Linked DNA regions of Mus musculus: all the other regions are linked to region 2. Evidence: chromatin contacts called from public HiChIP or PLAC-seq and promoter capture Hi-C data. All regions are on one chromosome and are shown on one strand. The core of a region is the stretch at or near the end of the contact, and the rest is flanking DNA. Distances in the headings are between cores, read along the strand shown.

What was found. Promoter capture Hi-C pulls out the DNA fragments that hold promoters and counts their contacts. HiChIP or PLAC-seq counts read pairs in DNA pulled down with a chosen protein or histone mark.
Region 1: an H3K4me3 HiChIP or PLAC-seq map of neural tube shows a contact between it and region 2, with 4 times the contacts expected there. The contact joins the promoter of Zfp385a here to the promoter of Hoxc8 in region 2. A contact is called at or near these places in 17 of 39 promoter capture datasets (the C10 cell line, the HPC-7 cell line, HPC-7-derived erythroid cells and 11 more), 1 of 15 datasets of contacts at CTCF or cohesin (large pre-B cells), 18 of 484 Hi-C or Micro-C datasets (the 3T3-L1 cell line, the AML12 cell line, ECoMG myeloid progenitors and 11 more), 10 of 115 datasets of contacts at active chromatin or transcription factors (craniofacial prominence, embryonic basal ganglia, embryonic forebrain and 7 more) and 3 of 9 other capture datasets (adipose tissue, embryonic stem cells and pancreatic islet).
Region 3: a promoter capture Hi-C map of embryonic stem cells shows a contact between it and region 2, with 12 read pairs. The contact joins the promoter of Itga5 here to the promoter of Hoxc8 in region 2. A contact is called at or near these places in 7 of 39 promoter capture datasets (cranial neural crest, embryonic stem cells, frontonasal cranial neural crest and 3 more), 6 of 115 datasets of contacts at active chromatin or transcription factors (acute myeloid leukemia, embryonic limb bud, embryonic stem cells and 2 more) and 1 of 9 other capture datasets (pancreatic islet).

The regions. Positions count from the first base shown.
Region 1 is chr15:103,337,968-103,341,487 of GRCm38.p6, reverse strand. Zfp385a (zinc finger protein 385A) reads left to right here and starts at 1,402. Exons shown (of 8, transcript NM_013866.2): 1 at 1,402-1,441. The coding sequence starts at 1,432.
Region 2 is chr15:102,988,277-102,992,269 of GRCm38.p6, reverse strand. Hoxc8 (homeobox C8) reads right to left here and starts at 1,731. Exons shown (of 2, transcript NM_010466.2): 1 at 1,055-1,731. The coding sequence starts at 1,490.
Region 3 is chr15:103,365,233-103,369,129 of GRCm38.p6, reverse strand. Itga5 (integrin alpha 5 (fibronectin receptor alpha)) reads left to right here and starts at 2,339. Exons shown (of 30, transcript NM_010577.4): 1 at 2,339-2,830. The coding sequence starts at 2,604.

The DNA of each region.
Region 1 (3,520 bases), core at 153-2,652, 350 kb before region 2:
GAAGCAGGCTTTCTGTTATAGAAGTGCAGGAGGATTCCAGCAAGTTAGATTCAAAGCGAGAAGATGGCCTCTCGTGGACCCAGAGATCCCACATCTTTCCTCAAAGCAGGATCACAGGACTCAAAGACTAGGGTGCCGGCACCCATCTTTCACCTAGCCTTGAGCTGGAGTATCTTGGCAATTGCAAACAGCTTTTCACAGATGGAAGGCAGACATTGCTGAGGCTCACAGTAGGAACAAATCTAAAATTCCTGCACCTGAGTTAGCAATCAAGCCCCAACTTCCCGCCAGAAGCTGGAAATGCCCTCCTTTCCTCAAAGTTTCTGAATCCAATCCTATCACTCATGACCCCGCTTTTCACTCTTGCCTCCACCCTCCCTAAACCATGAGTGTTCCAATTCCCAGTCTCACCCCCTCTCCCTCTGGCTGGGTTGGCCTAAAGCTGGCTGCTTGGCCTTCTGGGAACTCTGCCTGCTGCCCTCCCTCTTGTGGCAGGTACAGACAGGTTCAGGCTGTAGCAGCTGCATCTTCCCTAGATACCTATCCGACTCTCACACTCCAGCTTCCTCCTGTTTGCCTTAGGAACATCCCATTCTCAAACGTCTCCCCAGCCTTCTTACACCCCTGCCACCTGAATCAAAGCTCTTCTTGGTAAGGTGTCCTGCATTTAACCCCGGGATAAATGCCCCTCCTCCCCAGCTCAGTCCAGGACATCTCTATAAGGTTGAACCTCGCTGATTCTGACCTTCTGTCATCTTCTAAATAGCCTAGCAATCACCACTGCAAGCTTCTAATTTCTGCCTCCTCAGGACCACTGAATGCAATCTGTTCACTTAGCTTCCCCTAAGAACACTGTCAGATAAACCTCGAATCCATCTTCAGAACCACGACTCACCTCTGATAGTCAGTCTCGACATCCTGCTCCGAAGCGGAACAAAGTAGGACCCAGGCATCCTCCCTGCACCTCCAGGGCCCACCCAGCCCATTGCTCTAGAGGGGCATCACTATCCCACTCAACCCGGGCTCTGTTCCTCCCCAGATCACTTAGGATCCTGTCCCTCTATCAGCTGAGAATGAGTCTTCCCGCCCTCAGACTGAGCCACTCAGGAACCCAGGCATTTTAGTTCCCAGCCTCCTCAATAACCTCACACCATCTTGTTCCCCAGCCCCAGCTAAAGCGACATCCTAAAACCCAGAGATTGGGGGCGGTAACTGAAAGGCTGGAGGAAGCGGGAGGCTGCCAGGACGCCCCCTCGCGGAGCCCGGGGTGCCAGGGTGCCCCCTCCGGTCTTCACCTGCTGTGGGCCCCGCCCCCGCTCCGCCTCGGCCCGCCCCTGCTCCTCCCCGACTCCTCCCCCCTGTACCCCGAGTCCGACCAGAACGGCCCCCGGGACAGAACGACGCGGAACCCCGGGAGCCAGGGTCCCCAGCATGATCCTCGGTGAGTGGTCTCCACGACTCTGGGATCCGGGTCCCTGGTTCCTTCTCACTGGGTCACCAACCCCCACCCTCCCTCACCTCGGCACCGCGGTGACTGCGGCCGCCGGTCTGCCACTCATTCCCCCTCCCCCCTCATCTGGCTGCACATCTGGGGTCCCCTCTTCCTCTCTTCCCCTAGCTGCGGTTTCTCCTGGTAACATAGGGAGGGGCAAAAGGAAGGCCGAGAGAGCGAGACCCCCGCCCCATAATGAGAACATTGCGTATTCATGAGGCTCATGAATATTATAAGACAGTGCAGGAGAGACTGTGGGAGGGGGCTGGTCCTGGCCTGGTAGAGTTGGAGTAAAGGTTCTGACCCGTCACCTCCAGCGCCTTCCCCCACCCTTGGCTTAGCCACTCCGACAGCCTTCTGGGCCCAGGATAAGAGGGAAAGGAGGAAGTGGGGGGCGGAGGAAGAAGATGCTGGGTGTAGCTTCGAGGTGAGTGTGGTGGGAGGTGGGAACCTGACGGGTGAAGATAAGGGGGCTGGGTAGAAGAGCGGGTGGGAAACTGTCCATCCCGGGCTCTTGCGGCTTAGATCCTGTCTCCGCAGCCATCCTGCCCCGACACGCCGGGACCTGCCCCTCTCTCCCTGCGCCGGCTGCCTGGGCCCTTCTTCTTCTCCTCCTTCTTCCCTTCCACCCCAGCCGTGGGTCGGGGGCTACAGGAGACCAAGGAGAGAAGGAAAGTCAGAGTGGGGGGAAGGGAAGTCCCGCTGGGCTCTGACAGCCAGCCCGTTCAGCCTTGGCCACCCCATCTTCATGACCTACATCGGGAAGGGAGCCCCAGGGATGGGGGAGGAGAGGGCCTAGCTGTACTCCGGACTCCGCAGCAGCCCCTGCCCTCAACCCTGCTGCCACAGCAGTGCAGGGCCTGCTCTGACCTCTGACCTCCACCCTGGCTAGGCCGGTTCCAGGGCCCTGTTTATTGTGAAGCCCCCTACCACTCTCAGACACCTGTGGTCTCCCTGCCCCCACTGAGGACACCTGGCTCTGTGCTTATGCTGAACTATATCCCGTGTCCTCATCCCTCTCCCAAGACTCTCTGCCTGTGTTCTCTTCTTTCCAGTGACTGTGTATCTTTCCTAGCCCATTTCTCCACTCTTGCGTCCTTCCTCCATCTAGCTGTTGTGTGGTCTCAGCCTCTCTCACGACTTTTATGCCTTGCTTCCCTCCAGCTGGCCAACCATCATAGCTATTTAAATCCCTCTGCCCCAAGGCTGTCTCTAGTAGGTGGTCTGCCTTCTAATTCCGGGAGACACCTCAACACAGTTTAGACTCAGGACCCTAACACACAGGCTCCACATTCTGCCTACCGTTGTGTTCCTGTACTCTAGCTGTATCCTGGGCCAGCTGTAGCGGCTATAGCCTGCTTGCCCAGAGTAGGCCAGGCTAAGCCTTGTTTGCCCTGGTCTGGAGGCCACTTTAAACTAGGTATCAGGCCTGGAAGACCCCTGCCAACACCCAGCCACAAGAAGACTGAATCCAAACTCTCTGACATTGGACCCTGCCACCAACTGGCCCCAGCCATCTCTTTGGAGGACATGATAATTAACTCCCTCCTTTTGCCAAGTCCACAGGGGGTGGGAATCTAGTGGTGCCCCCATTCAGCTTAGCTTTCCTCTCATCCCCTTAAATCCCAACGAGGGAGGAAACTGCCTGCCAGTGCTCAAGACTCACCTTTAGAATCATACTGAGGTGTTCGGGTCTGAATGCTAAGGTCACTGAGTCCTCTACAAGGCAGCCCTAGAGGAACCCTGAGATGGCTGTGCCCAGCTCAGCTGTATGTGGTGTCTCATGCCTATCATCACAGCAGGTTGGGGGAGGTTATTGGGAGTCGAGGCTAAAGAATAAGTTCATGGCCAGCCTAGGCTACAGAGTGAGAACCTAGCTCAAAACAAAATTAGAGCACACATAAGAATCAGGGCCTCAGGGTTCAAGATGGTAGTTCTGAGTTCAGACTCCTAGGCTGCCACTGTCTAAGACCCTGGTTTAGTGAGGGGCGGAAGCCTGGAAAGGGAGGGTTCTTCTGATCAGGTTGG
Region 2 (3,993 bases), core at 482-2,981:
AGCTTTGTTTACAAGTGCAGAATGGCATTTAGTGAGGCGGCCTAGGGAAATAATCTGTTTCCAAAAGAAAGGAAAAGGGCTGGGGTTAAAGGAGAGGGGGCTGTGCCAATTGCCCCCTCCTTGCCGATCTCTGACTAATGCTTTTCCAATAAGAAAAATAATTGATCTTCTGGAATGTATCACTGCTCTGCCTGATTGCTAACTGGAGACCAAAAATAAATCAAGGGCCATCCCTGCCGGAACTTGTCGTTATCTCTTCCCCCTGTACTTCGAAATTGGGCCATGAAGGGCCACCCTTGGAGGGGCTCATGACCTAAACAGCTTTCCAAGAGACTCCATAGTTCTTGATTGGCGGGTAGCCTGACTCGAGTACCCTGGATCTCAGAGGCCCCTACTTGGTATGACCCCTCTCTCCTTTTGAGCAATCATTTTCCTCTTCTCGGGCTTTCAGTCTTCTCTTCAATTGGAGGAAGTACAGAAAAGTTGGGGTAGTGGCCTTCAGGCTGCTTCTCTGAGGGGAAGAAGTGACAATCCTAGAGAGGCAGAATGCTTGTCCTTGGGAGAGGGGAGGTCTTGCCCCTCTCCCTGACTAGGGGGAGATAGCAAAGGGTCTCCTTTTCACCCAACAGTCTGGTCACTGTCTTGGGATGGCTGGCGTTGGGAAATGTCTTTGGGAAAACTGGCTACCAACCCCAAAGACTGATAACCTCAGTTTACTTAGGGTGTCCTTGCCAGCCATCTCCCCAACTTTGGCTTTACAGATGGGAAGAAGGAGAGACAGAAGGAATAGAGAAAACGATTTTTAACCCTTTGCACCCACAAGTCACCTTTCCCCCACCTTCACCCCAACAAGCACAATGTCTCAGGCACCCCACGCTCCACCCCCAGCCAAGCCTTTCAATCTCCCAGGAACCCACCCAGGCACGGGAGTGGAGTGGGAGAGACCCCCAAAGCCAGGAAGGAAAGCGAGCTAGGGCAGACAAAAAGGAGGCGAGGGAGGGGGGAAGACCCCGGAGCGCGGGAGACCAAGGGGGAAAGAGAAAAGGCTTCTCACCGTGGGGTCTCATCCATGGAAACATGAGGCTGGGAGACGAGTTCTGATTTAAGTGGCCTTGTCCTTCGCTACTGTTAGTGTTGGCGGAGGATTTACAGTCGGGATATTGCACCACGCTCGCCTCTTGCTGAGCCCCATAAAGGGACTGTCTGGGGAGCGCCTCGTAGCCATAGAATTTGGAGGCGTCTCCGTGGCAGCTCAGCGAGCATGGGTTCTGCTGGTAGCCCGAGTTGGAGATGCCGGAGGTGCCGTGGTGGAAGAAGTCTTGGACGTGGTGCGAGGCGTGCTGGAAACCGGGCGCGGAGCCGCCGGGCCCGTACACCAGCGCATGGCTTCTGCCCACGCTCTGAGGGAACCGGCAGTCGTAATAGGCCGGTTCCAGGGACTCGCCGCCTTTGTATTTGGAAAACAGGGGGTTGACGAAGTAGGAGCTCATGCTGGGTACATGAAAACCCGCGGCCCCCTCCCCTTGGATCACGCTCCCCCGCCGGGTATCCCCGAAACTCCCCTCCCCCCGGGACCGAACCCCAAGCTGGCCGGCTCCCCCGGGCTGGACTGCTGGGCTGGGGGCTGGGCAGGTGGGGGCGCGGTGCCGGCTGCGGGCTCGGGCGGCTGCAGCTCTCTGCTCACTGTCGGTAGGTAGAGCGCGCGCTCTCACTTAGCTCTTTCCTCTAACAGCCCAGGCGAATTCCTCAGACTCCCGGCGGTGGCGGCGCTTACACGCGATTCGCGTTCATCAATCCACGACATGAAGACAGGCGAGCGAGCGAGCGAGCGAGCGAGCAAGAGAGAGAGAGAGAGAGAGAGAGAGAGAGAGAGAGAGGGAGAGGGAGAGGGAGAGAGAGAGAGAGAGAGAGAGAGAGAGAGAGAGAGAGAGACTGGGGGAGAGGGGGTTCAGGGCTGGGGGGGGGGACCTGGAGGAGAGGGAGGGAGGAGAGGCGAGGAATGGGGGTGTGGTGTGTGTAGGGGGTGGTGAGCCAGCCCTAGCTAATGGACAAGGCCAGCTTTTCCAAGGTGTGCACTCTAGTTTGAAGGTGTTCCCCCTTTTCTTTCCTTTTTGAGAGATACCTGAGCCATCAGGTCAACTCAGGTTACCTCAACAGGTAGAGGACCCCCAGGAGGTGAGAGTTAGTAAGTCAGGGCTGAGCCTGCAATCCAAAAGATGAGTTCTCTGAGGTTCCTTAAGTCTGAGGACTCTGAGAAGCCCAGCATGGTGATCATGTACCCCAAACCCTTCAGCCTGCACAATCTCCAGCCTCTGGTCTCTCTTCAAGGTCTGGAGCTGCTCTGTCATTTTTATATCCTGGGGACTCTTGTCTCTTGACTGCTCTTGGGGGGCACTCTATATGCCTCAGCATGACCTATAGAAAGCAACCTCTCCAAGGAGTAGGGAACCCCAATAGGCTTGGCTGGGAGAACCTGAGAGCAAAGCTGTTTATGGGGACTCAAAGGAATAGTTTGTGTGCCCAGGTTTCTGTCTAGCCCAACTCAAGAGATTTCATTTTTGGAGATTACAGCTGGACTGAAGGGTGCAAAAGAGTAGACCTCTTACTGGTTCTCATAAACCACCATCCCTTAGGAAATGCCAGCTCAACCTAGAGGGGCCCTCAGGATTCCCTGCACACACAAGCCCTTCTCCAGGCAGGCTGCCCAGGCCAGGATGTGGAAGGGAACTGTCAACAGACACTCTTTAAATATTTACCCACACTTTCTGGGCGGGGGCAGCATCCCCATGCCCAAGACTGGACAAATTCAAGTTAATTCTAATGGAAAAAAAATAACCAACACCCTTCTCTGGCCATGGTGTTTGCAGTTATGTGGGCTTAATTCAGAGAGAAAAGAGAAGAAAGCATAAGAACAATGTGTGCGTGTGGGCTATTGTGCTCATGAAGATGAATAAGAATGATTTTTCCCCCTGTCTTCTTCCTCTACAGTATGTGAGGCCACCTTGGAGCACACTCCAAACACACACACACACACACACACACACACACACACACACACACACTGTATGTACTGTATGTATGTATGTATGTCTCTTTATCCCGGGATAAAGAGACACACCAAGTGCTAGTTCATTTTACACTACCCATACTCATTTCTGGAAGTGGCCACTCTGACTTACAGACCTGTACATACATATGCACACCAGGCACATTCACATAGTGCTTGATAAACATATACATTTGTAGGTTTTTGTATCAAGAAAAAAAATCCATCTGATCTGCCCACACCCCACATCCTGAGGTTTGCAGGTTAGGCAAGGAAGGACTTGGTTAGAAAACCAGATCTTTTCCTTTCCTTCTGCCCATATGAGACAACTCTGGGCTGGCTCTAGTCATCAAAGAAAGAATGGCAGGGCAAAATAGGATAAAAAGAGCAACTCTCCCCTGTCCTTCTTTTATTTAATTAATTATTGGGGAAATGGATACTCTTAGCCAGATTCCTAAAGGTGATTCATTGGTGTCTAGGCAAGAGACCCTATTAGAATCTTTTGCATTTAGGGAACTCACCACTAATGAACTTAGGAACTGCCCAAACTCTTGGACACAGAACTTGAGCTCTGAAGCAGCAGAAGAGAAGGGTCCAGAAGTGCAGTAGGCTTCAGGTCTCACTAGAGTCCAGAACATTGGGGGGGGGCACCCCAGAGCATCTCCTCCCCTCTCCCCCCCCAACCGCCCTCCCCTCACCGCCAGAGCCTGCTGCATCTTTGACTCCAGCCTTGATCTGAGAGATCTGAGAGACTGCTCAGTACAGAACTGAACAAGGTGGATTCTGGGTTCCTAGCATCTGACACGGAGGACTGTCATAAATACTTTCTCTTTTCTGACTGGAAAGAGGAGCCTCAGAGGGTCCAGATCCTCTCTGGGGCCTGTGCCTTATCTTTTAGGGGGTGGGGATCTATTTCCAGGTTTTATGGTGCAGCAAAAAAAAAAAAA
Region 3 (3,897 bases), core at 1,090-3,589, 380 kb before region 2:
TAATAGCCACCCAAGCAAATCATTACCATGAAACCATAGGACAGAGGCTACCAGAGATCGTCTCAGATCAGAGGGTTACCAGAGAGGGAAACCGGAGATACACAGAGGAGCACACAGATGGATCAAAGAGAAGGTGAGATATACAGAACAGGGAGAAATATGAAGAGGAGACAGAGGATGCAGAAGCAGTGGCCTAAGAAGAGAGCAGTGGGCTTGGAGTCAAAGCACCCACATCAGGCTGGGCTGGCAAAATGGTAAAGATACTTGCTACCTCACACTTGATGATCTGAGTTTGATCCCAGGGAGTCACATGCTGCTCTGTTGTTCTCTGACCCATACATGAGTGTCATTATCTGTGCACGATCTCATACACACAAAATAAATGTAAACAAACAAACAGAATTTTAAGCACTCAGGTCCTAAACACTCCGTAACTGGTTAGTCATGTGACCTTAAACAAGTCATCACTCTATAGCAATTTTCTCTTCTAAAGAAAGATTAAATGGACACCCTCTGGGGATCTTTCTCTTACTGGCCTGGAGGGTTATGCTGAAGTCCCTCCAAGCAGGAAGAAATTCCAGTTCAGACTCAACAAGAAGCAGAGCAAAGGGAGGCTAGGCAAAGGCAAGGAAGGCAAGTGAGAAAGCTAGAGGTGTCAGGGCCACTGGGTGAGGACTTATAAGGGCAGAGAGAGCCAAGAGAGGAGGGATATTGGGGAGAGTGGAACAGCTAGCCAGAGAATGACTAAGGGGCTCCTGCGTAAACAGGAGCGAGGAATGGACAGGGAGGGTGCCTGTTTGAGTTGGCCAATGTTGGGGGATTGAGGAGGAGGAGGACCAAGGCAGGACACTATGTCCCCTGTCCCCCACCAAGGCTCCTGGGAGGATCTGAGTCACACACCTCCCTAGCTGTATACCTCCCCCCTTCCTCCCCAGCTCCTAAATCCTGGGAAAAAAATCTAAAAGTCTGGGCTGAGAAAGGAGAGGGCTGGATTCACACATGTGGGACCCAAGCCTCACATGAATGTCTATAAACAGTAAATAAAAGTCCATTCTCCTCTTCACCTGGGTTCCCCCCCTGGCCAATCACACCAGAGGTTGACTTTGGGTACTGCTTGCCTCAGATCCTGACCCACAGATTCCTTATGTTTCCCACCTGACGAAGGGTCAGGACCTGCAGATGTGAAAGTGGAATGGAGCCAGGGTTAGGCTGTAGTCTGTTCAGCTGGCCTCTCTCTGGGGCTGCAATTGGCCCTGGAGATCTGCTTTTGAAGATCTAGCTGGGTGACTGAGGACAGAAAGCAGAGTAAGAGTAACAGATGAGAGGAAGCATGCAGCAGGAAAAAAAAAAAAATGACTCTGGGATTTTTATTCAGCATCCCCTCAGGCCACAACGGGTCAAAAGAGAAGGGCAAGAAGAGGGCAGGATTTTACTCTGTGGGCCTTATTCTGAAAGGGGAGAAGTCCTGGAGGAAAAAGGCTGAGAAGGGAGTAGAAAGCAAAGGGGATTAGGGGAGACTGTAGGCCTCTCTCCCCTCCCCCCAGACTAAGATAAAGACCAGAATCCTGAAAGGTGATCTCATCACACACAGCCTGAGCTAGGGGCTAACAAGGTACCTTCACTTACTACCACCCCTTCCTCTACTTACACAAATAATGCAAGTGTCTTGGGTTTCAGATGGCCAACAGAAGCTGAAAGTTGGTTCCCTTTGAAGACTCCCCACCACCACCATCACAACTGCTACCCATCACTTATCTTTCTGGGGCTTATCCAGGAAATCAGGCAATCTGATGAAGGAACTGAATTGAGAGGTTGGCCACTTGGTCAGGTATCAAATCCAAGAAAGGGCCAGAACAGAGACTTCCAAACCCAACGTTAGCAAATAAAGCCCAATGCTCCTGTGTCAGAGACCCCAAAAGTCCTATGCTTTCCACTCTATCAGCTTGGGGAGGGGCAGCCGCGGAATTCCCGAGGCCAACGAAGCTACCCCAGGAGGCTGTCTGGGGAGCGTTCAGTGACTGGGCTGCAGAGTCCCAATCTAGCTGGCCAGAACCCAGGCACCCAGTGGCCCCGGAAGGCAAGGGGAATCCCTGTTGGCCGGACGCCAGAGGAGTCCCCTGTCTCTCGACCCCAAAGTTTTTTTCCTGAAGAAATGAGGGAGACACACACACACAATATTCAGGCTCCCTCCGCCCCCCAGAGGTGATTCCTTTCCTCATTAGGAAATTTTCTGCTCCCTTTTCCGACTACTTTTCCGAGCGTTTACGTTGTACATCTGGAAAGGAGGGGGAGGGAGGAGGGGGAAGCGGAGAGGAGGGCGAAGAACCCAAGCCCGCCCAGTCTGAGCCAGGCCAGACCACCGGCCTCCAGCTGGGGCCGGAGCCAGGGTTCAGAGGTGCGGCCCCCCACGCCCCTTCGGGTGCGGGGCGCGGCCTCGGCGTCCCCGGGACCCAGGAATGCCCCCCCGCCAGCCGGCCCGGCGGCCGGGGGGAGGGCCCAGCCGGGAGTTTGGCAAACTCCTCCCCGCGTTGAGTCATTCGCCTCTGGGAGGTTTAGGAAGCGGCTCCGGGTCGGTGGCCCCAGGACAGGGAAGAGCGGGCACTATGGGGAGCTGGACGCCACGGTCGCCTCGATCTCCTCTCCACGCGGTGCTGCTGCGCTGGGGGCCCCGACGCCTACCGCCGCTGCTGCCTCTGCTGCTGCTACTGTGGCCGCCACCACTCCAGGTTGGGGGCTTCAACCTAGACGCGGAGGCCCCGGCGGTGCTCTCCGGGCCCCCCGGCTCCCTTTTTGGCTTCTCCGTGGAGTTTTACCGGCCGGGAAGGGACGGGTGAGTGGCGAGGTTGGCGGCGGGAAGCGGGCAGGGGGCCACCTGGAAACTGGGGGCGCGCCGAGGACTGGAAGCGACCAGGACTTGAGTTGGAGGGCGGAGTTTGGAAAGACCAAGACTTGAGTTGGGGGCCCAAGCTAGAATTGGGGGCCCGCGCTGCAGCAGGGAGGGACCGTGGCCGACGTGGAGTGTGAGATCGGTGTCGAAACTTGTGTGGCATGAGGAGAGGACCCGAATCTAGAAGCTGGAGAAGTACAGGCAGGGTCTAAGGGCCAACCGGGAGGAGAGGGCGCAGAAAGCTTAGGGTCTCTGGCGATCTGTGGGCTGCGGGAGACCTGTGGCGGGTGGGAGTCGAGGGGGGTGCGGAGGCCGGGCAGGGCCTTAGGAGGCAGTGGAAGAACCTCGAGATCCTCGGTGGGGCTATTGAGAGGGTTGGAGCTGGGTAAGCGTGTGCCGTAAGAGGAAAGACAGACTGAGAGGGTCGGAAGGTTATGTGGGGGCCAGTCTCATCCTCCCCTCCCCCATCAACTCAGACTCGGGAAAGACCCGGGAGGAAGACGAAGGCTCCCTCCCCTTTCTCCTCATTCTCCTGAATTGCCTCCCACCCCCAGTCTCTTCAGGCGAAGAGATCCAAGAACTTGGGGAGAATCCCAGAACCCTGGCACTGGGGGTACTAGGGCTAGTGGCCGGATCAATCCAGGGCGGTGCACGGATGTGTCGGGAGGGGTGTGAGTGCGCGCGCCTGAAGGGGGGTGGGCGGTTTCCCTCTTGCTCTAGCTCTTGGGAGGAAGAGAAAAGCTGATTTCCTGTAGCTTGTCGGCTGTAGTAGAACTCAGACTTCTGGGACTAGGGTCGGAAGCTGAGAAAGATATAGGCTCTCTGGGCCCAAGAGCATCAGAACGAAGGTTCCTGAAAATCTCTATGGAGAATCCTTATTTCCGGGTAGTAAGCAGACCTAGACTGGTGCCCAGAGGCTTGGGAAAATTAGAGGCCACATTGAAACAAACGTGTTTGTTTAAATAAGGAGAGGAGGTCTGGAAGTAAGAGAAAAGTGACGGTCCCAACTG